Linked DNA regions of Sus scrofa: region 1 is linked to region 2. The links are chromatin contacts, called in public Hi-C maps. All regions are on one chromosome and are shown on one strand. The core of a region is the stretch at or near the end of the contact, and the rest is flanking DNA. Distances in the headings are between cores, read along the strand shown. Region 1 holds the start of RTN4RL2 (reticulon-4 receptor-like 2). Region 2 holds the start of TIMM10 (a long non-coding RNA gene).

Region 1 (7,253 bases), core at 2,272-4,771, 66 kb after region 2:
CTCATCCATAATTCAGGCTGCGGCTCTCACTGGAAGCAAGGAGGAGGGGAAGGTGGGGGGCTCTGGATCGCTCTGCCCCCAGGCCTGGCTGGAGAGCTCCTGGGCAGAGGCGGCAGGGCCTGGTGAGCTGTGCCTTTCTCTCCTTCCTCCGCCCTCCGCCCCTGCCCAGTGTGTGCCCTTTTCCTTCTCGCCACCATCCGCTCCCCACCCCCTGCTCCTCTAGGCTTTTCACCATCACTCCTTCCCTCCAGGCCCGTGTCTTCTCTTTCTCCCCCAGGACCTCAGCTCCTCTCCCGGCCCCTTTTTTTTGTGAATCCCTGGCAAAAACTGGGGCCAGATGCTCCCTGTCAGAGCGGGAACAGGGTGTGGTGGGGAGGAGGGGGGACACCTCATTGGCCATCAGGAGCAAACCCCTTATTTCACAGGCAACACCATGGAGGGCTGGGGAAGGGGAGGGTCCATTTCTGAGCGAGCAGCCCAGGCCTCCTGACTCGAATCTCTGTCCATCTGCCTTCGACATCTTTCTCGAAGGCTTCATTTCATCCCTACTACTATCTGGGCCAAGGAAAGCCCCTGTCACAGCCTCCCCCACCCTCTCCGCTCATCCCCTCCTATCTCTTTCCTCTTCCTTTTTTTTTTTTTTTCTTTCTCTAAAGTCAGCAGGTGATGGCTAGAGTGGCAGGGGAGCATAGCGCAGGGATGGGCAGAAACCATCTGTTATTAAGCACCTACTGTGTGCCAGCCACTGTATTCACGCATGTCTTTATGCACAGAATACAACACAGTGATCCCTGTGAGATCAATACTGTGGCCTCCAGGTTGCAGAGAAGGGGAGGGAGGCTCACGAACATGAAAGGAGTTGCCTCAGGCCATGTAGCTAGGACCGGGCGGAACCCACACTGGACAAATTCAGGTCCAAAGGGACGCTCTGTCTTTGGGAGAACCTCATCATCCACAGAAACCACCCCCGAGTGTGAGCGTTGCTGCGCTCAAAGTAAAGGGAGGATGGAAATTACACCCAGGTGCACAGGGCTGGGCCAGCAATGACACCAGGCTTGTTGTGCTGTTCAGAGTCAAGGCTACGAAGGGACCCAGGCTCTCTGCAGCTTTCCCCTCTTGGGCTCCACACCGTAGAGGTTCTAAGAGACAGCCCATCTGGGAGTCAGAAAGAGATGACCAGTGTCCAGAAGAGGCGGCCAGAACTGACCCAAAGAGGGGACGGAGAGAGGCCAGAACAAGGTATTGATCCCGGAAGGCTGAGGTGCCCAGAGCCAAAAAAGATCCATTCATGCAGGGACCATTGTCGAGGACTCTGGGCTATCACCCTGGAGCACCGAGGCTCCCAAACGAAGTTCTCAGCCCTGGAACTACCCTTTTGTTCAGAGACCCCCATGAAAGAAAGAACTTGAGGAGGAAGCAGATGGACGTGGCATAGAGGCAAGAGCCAGGGTACCAACTCACAGGGCAGAACGGCCTCAGGAAAGTGTTCCCTGGAAAGGGAGTCAAGGCCTTTGGCTCTGAAGGAGGGACACAGGGTCCCAGACCAAAAGCAACAGCTCCACATCCTAAAAGCCAGGAAGGGCTGGGCCCTGCCAGGCAGATGCTGAGGGGGCAGGGGCTGAGGAGGTGGGAGCCGAGGAGCAGCACGGAGGTGGTGGCGATGCCAGTGACGCAGGGGCCTGGGGAGGCACTGACGCGGGTGACGGGGGTTTAGAGCTGCTGCAAACAGCTTCTCACTCTGCCAGAATGTAACACCCCAAAATAAGCAAGCCACCGTGGCGGTGGTGGCGGCAGGATCCGACGACAGGGCCCAGAGATATAAATGGCAGCATGGAGCCAGCCAGGGTGCCCACCCTCGGAGGCTGGCACCCCACTTGAGTGTCCTCCCCCTTTCCACTCACAGCTGCCCCCAAGGTCCTATGCTCAGAGCCCAGGGGCAGGCCCACTGGCCACTCCCTGGGAGAAGGGATGTGACAGGCAGGTGCTTTGGAAATGGAGGGCTCCCTTCCCACGTGGAAGTGGTTACCAGAAGTCTCTTTGTCTCATCCCTGGGCAGCCCCCCCGCTGGTCTCTCTTTCCCATCCCTTTCTCTTCTTTCCTTCCTTTCCAGCCCCCATCCCCAGCCTGCTCAACCCCAGCCCCTCTTCCCATCTCTGGTTTTCCCACCCCCAACCCTAGCGCTCAGCCTGATCCTCCTCCCCTGTTCCTGACACCCCAAGTCTAGCCACCATGCCCATCCTCCTCTGGCTTCTGGGTTTTGGATCGTCCCACTCCATTTTCCTTCCAACCCTAGAATCCCAGCCCTCATTCTCTTCCCCATTCTTCCCACCCCTCAGATTCTGGGTCCACGTCCCCAGTCTTCTCTCCATCCCTCCCCTAAGCTGGTCTCCCTTCTCCTTCCTTCTTCCTCCGCCCTTCCAGGGTCTCAATTTCCTCCAAGCTTTTCCCGTCTAACCTTTATTCCCCCCACCCCATCTTCCTCTCCTCACCACTCTCTCCATCTTTGACTGGCCCCTTCCTAGCCCCCTCCCTCTGACCCCTTCCCCACCCCCAATCCGTGGCCCACACCCTTGTCTGTCCGTCACTCAATCGGTCACTCAATCCGTAGAACTATCCCCCTTCTAGCGTCCTCCATCCGTTCTACCAGGGAAGGCCACTAGGCTTTCCCTCGGAGCCCCCTATGCTCCCAGCCAGCCCCCTACCCTCACCCCCATCTTCCCAGGTGACTGGAAAGTGCTGAGGCACGGGGCAGAAGTTGCTGAGTCGGCGCTTCCTCAGCCGGCCCGAGTCCTCAGCGTCCCCCGTAGCAGGTGGAGCTGGGACAGCGGAACCTGAGCTTCCCTCCCCACCCCCACCCCTACTCCTGGGCCGGTCCGCCTGCCCCTTGCTTCCCCCCTCGGTCACGAGCTCCCGGCACAGCCCGGCAGGCGAGAACGCTGGTCCAGCCGGAAGCTCCGGGGCGGGAGCGGGGCCGGGGCTAAGCTTTTCTCGCTCCAAAGCTACCCCCACCCCCACTACTGCCCCACCCTCGCGCCCTGGGGGAGGGGGCGCCCAGCTCCCCTCCCCAGGATGCTCTCCGCCCTCCCGCAGGCTGGGGTCCCTACCTTGCAGCAGGCTCCTGAGCCCGGGCAGCATCTTGTCTCGACGCTCGGGGGAGGGGGCGGCGGGGGGAGGGCGCTCCCACTCGCTCCCTGAGCCCGCCAGACGGACGGCGGGGACTCCGCGGGGCTCCGGGAGGGCCCGGGAGTCCCCGGGCTGTGTGGCCGGGCCGCGGCGCTCTACCCTGCGCCCCCTGGGTGGCGAACCTCGGGGGGAGCCATCGGCCCCGACGGGACGGGGCGGGGCGCGACGGGGCGGGGAGGGCTGGAGCTGGCCGTCGACGCCGGGTGCCCGCGCCCCCCAGCAGCGCAGGCAGCGCGCGGGTCCGTCAGTCCGTCGGTCCGTGCGCCCCGGCTGCTCGCCGAGGGAGAGTGGGGACAGCGAGGAAGCTCTTCCTAACCACCCCCCTCCTTCCCGCACTCGCTGGCTCCTCCCTCGCTTCCTAGCTTCCCGACTTAACCCTTTCCTGACCACTAGGCGGAGGGAGCGGCTTTCTAGCCCCCTCCATACCGGCCCCCTCCCTTTCTTGGGGGACCCGGAGGACTCTACGCTGCCGCCCTCGCGGAGCCACGCTTCTAGAGAAATCCCTTCCTGAGGGGGTGCGGTAGCGTAAGGGAACCCCGTGGACTTGCCCAGTTCCCTCCTCCCAACTTTCCCTGAGGAGATGGGCTCCCAGGTCCCAGGTCTCCGGCACCGAAGCCTAGGCTTCCACCCTTTCTCTCCTCTGGGAGGGCTCTAAGACTTCACTTTGCCTTCCGTTCCCAGACCCCAAAGCCGGTGTGTGCGACTATAAGAATAGTATGTGCAAGAGTTTGTGGATGCAGGATCGAGGGCATGTGAGCGTGCACGCGCGCGCAAGGACGCTTGTGCAGGTGTGACTGGGTGCTTGCACGTTATCTTTTATACAGGCCGGAGGAAGCAGGGGCACGTGAGTGTGCGAACGGATGATCCGCTGGAGTGCCCGCCAGCATGTGTGTCTGTGCTGGTGGGAAACATGCGGCTGTGACTTTGGTGCGAGTGCGCTTGGGGACGGGTGGCCAGGGTACGTGTGCTTCGGCGTGTGTATGCCCCTTAATGCACTGGCAAGCGGGTGCAAGTTGGGTACGCGTGTGTCTCATCGCCCGCGAAGAGGACAGAAGACTCAAAGGTGGGAGGAGAGCGATGGCTTCACGGGAGCTTCTACTTCCTTTTAAAGAGGGATGCATTCTGATCTTTTCGGGGCCCCTTGCGCCCCTGGTGGCCTCATTCGGGGCGATACCGGCGACCTAAGCGTTTCCTATCAAAGGTGGCGATGCAGATCACCCTGGCCTTGACCTGGTCCAGAGCTTCGGGCATCCAGACCTTGGGAACCGCCCCGGCGCGGGACAGGCGCGGGCCCCTCAGTGTAGCCGCTTCGGGAACCATGGCCAAACGGCGCAGGCCAGGTTCGGGTTGCTAGAGCGGCGCGTACGGCCGGTGCCAGGGCCATCTGCGCGAAACCCGGCCCGGCCCGAGGAAGAGCTGGAGTCCCGGGCGGCCGCTCCTGCGAGCGAAGAAAGGAAACCCTTCGCCCCTCTGCCTGCCTCTCTAGCTCCTCCTCTCCCGTCTGCGCAGAGCCCAACGCAGCGCCTGGCACACAGTCGGCGCTTTATAAATGCTAATCTCATTGTCCCATTCATTCTCTGTTCCATCCATAATGTCATTCTTCCCTCGTTCTCATTCGATTTCTCTCCTTTTCTCCCCCCCACTCTTATTCATATTTTATGGTTTCCGACTCTCTTTTCCCTCCCGTCTTTACCCTCTCCCTGCCATTTCCTTCCTTTATACATCTGCCTTTTTCTATCATTGTCTTTTCTCTCTCACTTTCTGTCCGTGTCTCTGTCGCTTCCATTCTGTCCTTATGCCTCCCTGTCTCTCCATTTCTGCGTCTCTTGTCTCTATCTCCCTTTCTACCTTGTCTCGGGAGTCGGCTCCCAGCCCTCTTGCACTTGGACGCTCGGGCGCCCCCTGCTGGTTCCAGCCTCTGCCCTTCCTGGACTCCCGGGCCCTCGCAACCCTTAAATTTCCTTTCCCTGCCCGTCTTTTGCTCAGGCAAGGCAGGAGTGGAAAGCGGGCGTCTCTGGGGCTCCTGTCCTCGTCCCCCTCCCATCTCTAGAAGGCAGCGTTTCCCGGGACCCACCCTACCGAGCGCGCCCGCTCCGGAGAGGAGTGCCTGGAGGGGGCGGTGGGGAGGGAGTGTTGGGGGTAGCAGGGTGGGATTTGGCGTGCTTCCCCGGAATGAGCCGCGGCACAATCTGTCGCTGGGTTTGTTTGCCGAGCTGCCTCCGGAGCGCAGTGGGGCTGGCTCCCGGGGAGCGAAATATCACAAGATGCGGAGACAGACGCTGAGGGGCGGGTGGGCGGCGGGCTGACTCAGGTGTGTGCTGTCATCGGCTCCCTGGGCTGGCGCTCTTCTGAGAAGGGTGCGGGGGGTGTGGGACCCCTGGGCCCCCCAACACAGGCAAGGACCCGAAGCTGGGAGGGAGCCCCCATCCTGGGGTGAGGTGCGGGAAAGGGGGTAACCCTGACAATAATTCTGAAGAACAGGCCTGGAAGCCCCAAGAGACACCCCGAACTTGAGTGTGCCCTAGACGGTCAAAAATCTCTCTGCCGGTACCCCACTCTACGGGCGTTCATTCCCTATAATCATCTGCTGATTCACCACTTTCCTCTACTAGACTGTCAGCTTTTTGAGGCCAGGAAATTCCTCTCATCCGTCTTTGTCCCCAGCAGGTGCTCAATGAACACTGCTGGATGGGTGAATGGCGCGTGGATGGCTGGTCTCAGTTTACAGGAAATACCACAATGCATTTGGTCTTCCCAGTAGAGCATCCTGACCCTCTCCCTATCCACATTTGCAGTCCTTCCACCCCACAAGCCCCCTCCAGACAGGCAGAGAATTGAAGAGTGCTCCCTGAAGACCAGAGTCCTTCTAGGTGACCCTAAGCCCATTACTCCCTTTCCTGGTGCCTGTTTCCTCATCTGTACAATGGAATGATACCACTTACTCATAAGCTTCAGCTAACACAGCAAATCTCCAGCCAGTCGAGGTATGAGAAAGTGCTTAGTAAAATGAGGTTCTCACCAGTGTCTGTGGTGGTAGCTGTTGTCATTACTGTTTTGGTGGTGATTCTTAAGGTCTTTATCTCAGTAGAATCAGACACCATGTCTGATCGAGCTCAACTTCTGCAGTTAGCCTTTTTGAGATCTAAGGGAGTACACTGATGTAACCAAGGCAGAAGTAGCAGGGTTGTGCCTTAGGGCATTTAGGTCCCTTCCTGGCTGGACACTTGGCCAGGTACAGGCGGGTACTGTGTACTCAGGACTTGCCACGGAGCTAGCCCGCCCTCTGGTGGCTACGGGTGGATCTACAGCCCCAAGGGAAGCCAGGGATCTTAGGAAAATGGGTTGAGGATGGATTTTCCCTGAGAAGGAGGATTCATTGAGTGGAGAGCTGCAAGCTTCGGTAAGGAGGTTATGTAGATGAAGCAGAACATTGACTCAAACTAGATGAATTTTAACTTCATCTATGAGTTCCCACTTATTCCCAACACCCCTACTCTCAGTGTGACACCCAGGACCCCTCTTCCTTCTGGGGGACACCGTCTACTAAGGCCACAGAACTTCCCTGGTTCTTTTCTCCACCTGTTTGGCACTTTCACTGTAGGACACTTGACAGTCAGCATATGAGGTGACTAGGTGGTCAAAGAGCAGAGACTTTGCTGGGTTCATGCCCTGGCTCTGCTGCTCACTTGGCTACACAACCTTGGGCAAGGCATTTCAGTTTTTTCTTTTCTTTTTCTTTCTTTCTTTCTTTCTTTCTTTCTTTCTTTCTTTCTTTCTTTCTTCTTTCTTTCTTTCTTTCTTTCTTTCTTTCTTTTCTTTCTTTCTTTCTTTCTTTTCTTTCTTTCTTTCTTTCTTTCTTTCTTTCTTTCTTTCTTTCTTTCTTTCTTTCTTTTCTTCCTTCCTTCCTTCTTTCTTTCTTTCTCTTTCTTTCTTTCTCTCTCTCTCTCTCTTTCTTTCTTTCTTTCTTTCAGGCTGCACCACCCAAAACATATGGATGTTCCCAGGCTAGGGGTCTAATCAGAGCTGTAGCTGCTGGCCTACACCACAGCCACAGCAAAGTGGGATCCAAG
Region 2 (7,016 bases), core at 4,494-6,993:
CTGTGCCTACAGCATTCCGAAGTTCCTGGGTCAGGGATTGAACCCGCAGCACAGCAGTGACCCCGGTGATAGCAGTGACAATGCTGGATCCTTAACTCACTAGGCCACCAGGTTACTCCTATCTTTTTTTTTTTTTTTTTTTTTTTTTTGGCTTTTTAGGGCCATACGTGTGGCACATGGAAGTTCCCAGGCCAGGGGCAAATCAGAGCTGCAGCTGCCAGCCTATGCCACAGCCACAGTCATGCCGGATCCTTTACCCATGGAGTGATGATGGGGCTCAAACCTGCACTGTCATGGTTACTAGGCCGGTTGGTTAACGCCGAGCCACAACAGGAACTCCCTGTCTTCTGTTTTTGACAAGATCACTCTGGCTGCTGTTTGGAGAGTAGACTGAAAGAGAATATGAATTGAGGTGGGGAAACCAATCAGGAAACTTCTGCAGTAACCTAGGGGCGAGATGGTGGTGGCTTGGCCCAGACAGTCAGCAGCAGGGAAGAGCAGTGGTGGGGAATGGTAATAGTGGATAAGAGTGATTGAGATTGTGCTGGTTTCCTCTTCAAGCTAACAGAATGACCATTCTGCTCACGCCATTGACGGTCTTATTCTCTCATCTCTTGCACATCTCAGGGGTGTCCACCTGGGCTGTTTTTGTGTTCTCTACACCGTTCCTGAGTAGTCAGGCCATAGGAGATTTTGGGCAGCCAGCCACCTGGCCTCCGTTCTCTGGGGCTGAGGTCCCATCCAAGAAGATGGTAGTACTGACCTTGTGAACCACAAATGCATAGTTCCCCTCTGGGAAACTGGGAAGGGGTAGGACATGGGTTAGATCAAGGGGCCAGAGCTTCAGCATGGCGCTGGTGGAGGTCACCGGGGTGAATCTGGATGCCAAAGAGACCTTGGAAAGCTGGGGCTATGTAAACTGTCTTTTTTCTTTTTTCTTTTTTTTTTTAGGGCCACAAAGGCAGCATCTGGAAGTTCTCAGGCTAGGAGTCGAATCAGAGCTGCAGTCACCAGCCTACACCACAGCTCACGGCAATGCTGGCTCCTTAACCCACTGAGCGAGGCCAGGGATCAAACCCGCACCCTCATGGGTATTTACTAGTTGGGTTCTTAACCTGCTAAGCCGCAACAAGCAGGCCAGGAAACTCTCTTTTACAAGAAGCTTCTGCACAGGGACAACTGGAGATAACTTATAGGTCCTCAAATGCCCACCTGTCTCAGGATAGAAAGAAAAGGACACAGTATAGTAGACAATAACATCATCATCAATAAGAACAATGAGGGAGTTTCTGTCATGGCTCAGCAGGTTATGAACCTGACTAGTATCCATGAGGATGCAGGTTCAATCCCTGGTCTTGATCAGTGGGTTAAGGATCCAGCGTTGCCGTGAGCTGTGGTGTAAGTTGCAGATGCGTCTCAGATCCCACCCAGAGCTGCTGTTGCTGTGGCCCAGGCCAGCAGCTGCAGCTCCAATTTGACCCCTGGCTTGGGAACTTCCCTATGATGCACCTGTGGCCCTAAAAAGCAAAAAAAGAAAAGATAAAGAAAAATGACTAAATGTTGACAATAGTTAAACCCTGGTGATGAGTGATTAGTATGTGGTTCAATGTACTGTCTTCTCCTCTTTTCTGTATGATTTAAATTTGTTCTAATAAAAGTCTTTTTAAACTCCCCCAAACAGGAGTTCCCGTAGTGGCTCAGTGGAAACGAATCCAACTAGTAACCATGAGGTTGTGGGTTTGATCCCTGGTCTCACTCAGTAGGTTAAAGATCCTGTGTTGCTGTGAGCTGTGGTGTAGGTAGCAGAAGTGGCTTGGATTTGGCCTTGCTGTGGCATAGGCTGGCGACTACAGCTCTGATCCAACCCCTAGCATGCCGTGGGTTAGGCCGTAAAAAGCAAAACAAAAACAAATACAAACCCCAAAGAACGCCTTCTTTTTATTGAGCATCTGTCATGGACTAGATACTTTAAGTACATTATCTTTTCCAGGGTTTTTTGGCAATAATTTTTAAAAGTATTTATTTTGAAATAATTATAGGTTTCCAGGAAGTTGCATAAATAGTACAGAGAGGGTACTGCAGGTTAAATTCTACTTAAGGTTTATCCACTGAAGACTAGATCTTATGTAACTACACACCATATCAAAACCAGGGAACTGGCATTGTTATAGTGGTGTGTACAGTTCCGTGACAGCTTAAATTTCTATAAACACCTCTACCCAGTCAGGACACAGAACCATTTCATCATCAACACAAAGGTCTCCCTTGTGCTACCCCTCAGGCACACCTCCCTCCCCCCAACTCTAACCCTAGGCAACAATCAATCCCTTCTCCTATCTCTATAATTTAGTCATTTTGAGAATGTTATTTAAGTGGAATCATAGTGTATGTAACTTTCCATAACGTCTAGTAAAAATCCCATCCAGGAGGCCAATTCCTCTTGAAAGAACCCATCTCCTTTTCCCATGCAATTTCTTATTTCATGTTTTATGATGATTTTTTTCTATTATAGTTGGTTTACAGTGTAATTTCTTTTATCTCATAATTTTTTTTTTATGGCCACACCTGCAGCATATAGAAGTTCCTGGGCCAGGGAATGAATGCAGGCCACAGCTGTGACCCATACCACAGTGGCAGCAATGCCGGATCCTTTAATCTGCTGCAGTGGGCTGGTGGGCCAAACCTGTGTAGGTCACAGATGCGGCTCGGATCCTGTGTGGCTGTGGCTGTGGCTCTGGCACAGGCCAGCAGCTACAGCTCCAAATCCACCTGAGCTGCTGCAGTCAGATTCTGAACCCGCTTCGACACAGCAGGAACTCCAATTCCATGATATGTTGACTATATTTTCAAAAGCAAAAAGCAGGGCAACATATGTTCACTAGAACATATGTATAATAATATATATAACAGCATTACCATAATAGCCAAAAACTGGAAACGACCCGGAAGTCCATCAACAAAAGAATAGATAAATGAATTGTGGCTTATTTATATATCATACACTAGACAGCAATAAAAAAGAATGAGTAACTGACATGAGGTTGCGGGTTCGATCCCTGGCCTCGCTCAGTAGGTTAAGGATCCAGTGTTGCCATGAGCTGTGGTGCAGGTCACAGATACGGCTTGGATCTGTCATTGCTGTGGCTGTGGTGTAGGCCGGCTCTTGCATCCCTGATTGGACCCCTAGCCTGGGAACTTCCATATGCCATGGTATGGCCCTAAAAAGGCAAAACGAAACAAAAAAAGTCAGGCACAAAACAAAATAATGTATAATTCCATTTACATGAAGTTCAAAAGTAGGCAGAACTAACTGATGGTTATAGAAGTCTAAATAGAGATTCAGTGCAGGACAGGGGGTATTGCCTGGGAAGGAACGTAAGATAACTTTTTAGGGTACTGCAATTATTTTGTACCTTGATCTGAGTGGTGGTTATAAAAATGAATATATATTTAAAAATTAAGCTTAAGATTATACATTTTATTCTTTTATTCATTTTACTGTCTGAATGGGATACCTCAGTTTAAAGTATCAGAGGACAGGGTTTGACAAAGATGAGTCCTTCGGATGAGTGTTTAAAATTGGGACTTTCTGAGGTAAGTATATGGTGACCAACCACATAAAGTGTCTAGCCCACCTTCTCCAATGGGCATTGTACCCTTACATTTCATTATTAGTTTGCATCTTCCAAGTTTTGTTTACTTGGAAATTCCTTGAAAAATCCAGGGATTGGAGTTCCCTAGTGGCCTAGTGGGTTAAGAATGCCGTGTTGGGAGTTCCCATCGTGGCGCAGTGGTTAACAAATCCAGCTAGGAACCATGAGGTTTTGGGTTTGATCCCTGGCCTCACTCAGTGGGTTAAGGATCTGGCGTTGCCAAGCGCTGTGGTGTAGGTTGCAAACATGGCTTGGATCTGGCATTACTGTGGCTCCAGCCTAGGCCGGCAGCTACAGCTCCGATTAGACCCCTAGCCTGGGAACCTCCATATGCCCGCGGGAAAATGCCGTGTTGTCGTTGCTGTGGCACAGGTTCAGTCCCTGGCATAGGAACTTCATTCCGCATGTCCCAGGCACAGCCAAAAAACCAACCAAACAAACGTCAAAAAAAGAAAACGAGGGAGTTCCCATCGTGGCGCAGTCGTTAACCAATCCGACTAGGAACTATGAGGTTGCGGGTTCGGTCCCTGCCCTTGCTCAGTGGGTTAACGATCCGGCGTTGCCGTGAGCTGTGGTGTAGGTTGCAGGCGCGGCTCGGATCCTGCGTTGCTGTGGCTCTGGCGTAGGCCAGTGGCTGCAGCTCCGATTCGACCCCTAGCCTGGGAACCTCCATGTGCAGCGGGAACGGCCCAAGAAATAGCAAAAAAAAAAAAAAGAAAGAAAAAGAAAAAAAGAAAAATCCAGGGAGATTAGGGTGGGTTTTTTTCATTGGTGGGGGGCGGGTTGCAGATCGAGGAATATATTAAGTTTTGAAAGAAAGAATTCACAGTACCCTCCTTTTCCCTCACCCAAAGGCTCTAGGTTAGCTCTGGCAGCAGCCACAATTGCTCCTATTCATCTCTTTATGGCCTAGGGCGTCTAGTAGAAGTTGAATAAGACACACTGTACTTTTGTGTGTGTGCGTGTGTGTCTTTTTGCCATTTCTTGGGCCGCTCCCGCGGCATATGGAGGTTCCCAGGCTAGGGGTCGAATCGGAGCCGTAGCTGCCGGCCTACGCCACAGCCACAGCGACGCAGGATCCGAGCCGCGTCTGCAACCTACACCACAGCTCACGGCAACGCCGGATCCTTAACCGCTGAGCAAGGCCAGGGATCGAACCCTCAACTTCATGGTTCCTAGTCAGATTCGTTAACCACGGAGCCACGACGGGAACTCCCCACACACTGTCCTCTCGACTCATCTTTCTGCAAGCAGGAACCATGCCTCACTTGTCTTTGCAACCCCAGAGAAAGCCTGGTGATCTGCACACAGCCGTATTCACACAAAGGCCCCAGGAGCACTTGGCTGCACATGGGAATCACCTGGGAAATTTTAAAATTTACTGATATCTGGAGTTGTCGTCGTGGTTAATTAATCGAACTAGGAACCATGAGGGTGCGGGTTCGATCCCTGGCCTCGCTCAGTGGGTTAAGGATCCAGCCTTGCCCTGAGCTGTGGTGTAGGTCGCCTGGGATCCCGTGTTGTTGTGGCTCCAGCATAGGCTGGCGGCTACAGCTCCGATTAGACCCCTAGCCTGGGAACCTCCATATGACACGGGTGCGGCCCTGAAAAGACAAAAATAAATAGATAAATAAATAAAGTTTACTGATATCTGAATCCTACCTCCAGGGATTCTGATTTAATTGGTAGAAAGTGAGGCCTGGGCATCAGGATTTTTTTAAAGCGTCCCAGGTGACCTTAAGTGCAACACAAGCTGAGAGCTGCTGTTTGCAGGGCGGGGGGGACGGACGACCCTTTTTCCTTCCCCGAGTCAGATATGCGCTCTGGACTCAGCTCTCCGGCGTTAGGGGCGAGGGTTACTGACCTCTGCGACCCTACCTCTCCTACTCAAAACACTCAAACCTCTCGGTGACACCCCCGGGGACTTGAATTCTAACAGGTTGCAGGCGCTCTGCGTTCGGCCTAAATCTCTATGGTATTTTTGAGTCCTCTCTAGCATGTGGGAGACGCCTTAGCCTTCAGACAGGGCCCTCTCTATGGTATCAGGTTTCCCGGCACCACCTAGATGGTACTTCATTCCGGAAGCGAGTACGGATCGGGAAGAGGCGGGATTTCCTCCCCGGAAGGGACCCACGTGCTTCCGCCTGACCCTACCTGGGCACCCGGTGAATTTCCAGTGTTTACCCGAAGTTGGGGATACCGGGGGCACAGTGACAGACCTCCGGCCGTGGTGAGCAACTTCTGACCTCAAAGTGACCCTGATGATGGTGCGGCCTTTTCAGTTTAGGGCCTGGTCTGGGTCCGGGCGCCGTAGTTCCGCGTATGATCCAGTTCTTAGGGCCCCCGCAGGTTCATGACAGCGGTTTAGAGTGTTCTGTTCCGGTTTCCCCATCTCCTTCTGGATAGAGGTGACCTCGAGGAGTTGGGCGTTAGGGCACCGAGGGTCGATTTACAGCCCCGCCATTAACGTGCTCTGTAACCTTGGGCAAGGCAGTGTCCCTTTTGCGGGTTCAGCCTCCACGTCTGTGAAATAGCGTATGAGGTCAGTGGCCCTTGCTGGTCTGATGGTCTGTGATTCCTCCACATTCTCCAGCCCCTGGTATGGAAAAGCGAATGGGAGGGCTGGGTGCTGACCGTGCCGTCTGTCCCCAGGTCTAGGAGGCCAGAAGGAGATCCCCTCGACCGTTCAGGGCTGAAATGGACCCACTCAGGGCCCAGCAGCTGGCAGCAGAGCTGGAGGTAGAGATGATGGCTGATATGTACAACAGGTAAGGACCGAGTCCGCACTACCTTGTCTTTAGAGAATGACCCTAGGTCACCCTTTCCAAAGCCAGAGGTGGATGACTTATGAAAAACGGTGGTCTACCCTCCCAGCACTCATCCCCCCCCACACCCCAGGCCCACATGGTTAAGGGCTAATCCAGATGTAGTGTGGGGTCACTAGAGGGAACTAGGCATTTAGATTGGGATGGAATTGACCATGAAGGAGCTGGACAGGAGGAGAGGGTCCATCTCAGGCTCTGGTTAGTTTCCAGGAATAGTTCAGCATTTGCCTTTTGACAAATAGCACATAGGCCACTAGTCACATTTCTTTTCTTTTTCTTTTTTTGATTTTTAGGGCTACATGTGTGGCATATGGAAGTTACAAGGCTAGGGGTCGAATAGGAGCTGCAGCTGCCAGCCTACATACACCACAGCTCACTGGCAATGCCAGATCCTTAACCCACCGATTGAGGCCAGGGATTGAACCCGCATCCTCATGGATACTGGTTGGGTTTGTTACTACTGAGCCATAATGGGAACTCCAAGTAGTTAACATTTTCTAAACTCTTACTCCATCTTAGACACATGTTGGAACATTTT

Evidence for each region. A called contact is a pair of places that touch in the nucleus more often than the background predicts.
Region 1: a Hi-C map of retroperitoneal adipose tissue shows a contact between it and region 2, with 2.4 times the contacts expected there. The contact joins the promoter of RTN4RL2 here to the promoter of TIMM10 in region 2. A contact is called at or near these places in 2 of 5 promoter capture datasets (fetal skeletal muscle and liver), 17 of 47 Hi-C or Micro-C datasets (alveolar macrophages, blood, embryonic fibroblasts and 10 more) and 1 of 2 datasets of contacts at active chromatin or transcription factors (skeletal muscle).

What each region holds. Positions count from the first base shown.
Region 1 is chr2:13,455,542-13,462,794 of Sscrofa11.1, forward strand. It overlaps RTN4RL2 (reticulon-4 receptor-like 2), which reads right to left and starts at 3,522. Exons shown (of 3, transcript XM_021083037.1): 1 at 3,105-3,522. The coding sequence starts at 3,135.
Region 2 is chr2:13,387,482-13,394,497 of Sscrofa11.1, forward strand. TIMM10 (a long non-coding RNA gene) reads left to right here and starts at 5,744. Exons shown (of 3, transcript XR_002341482.1): 1 at 5,744-5,883; 2 at 6,306-6,421.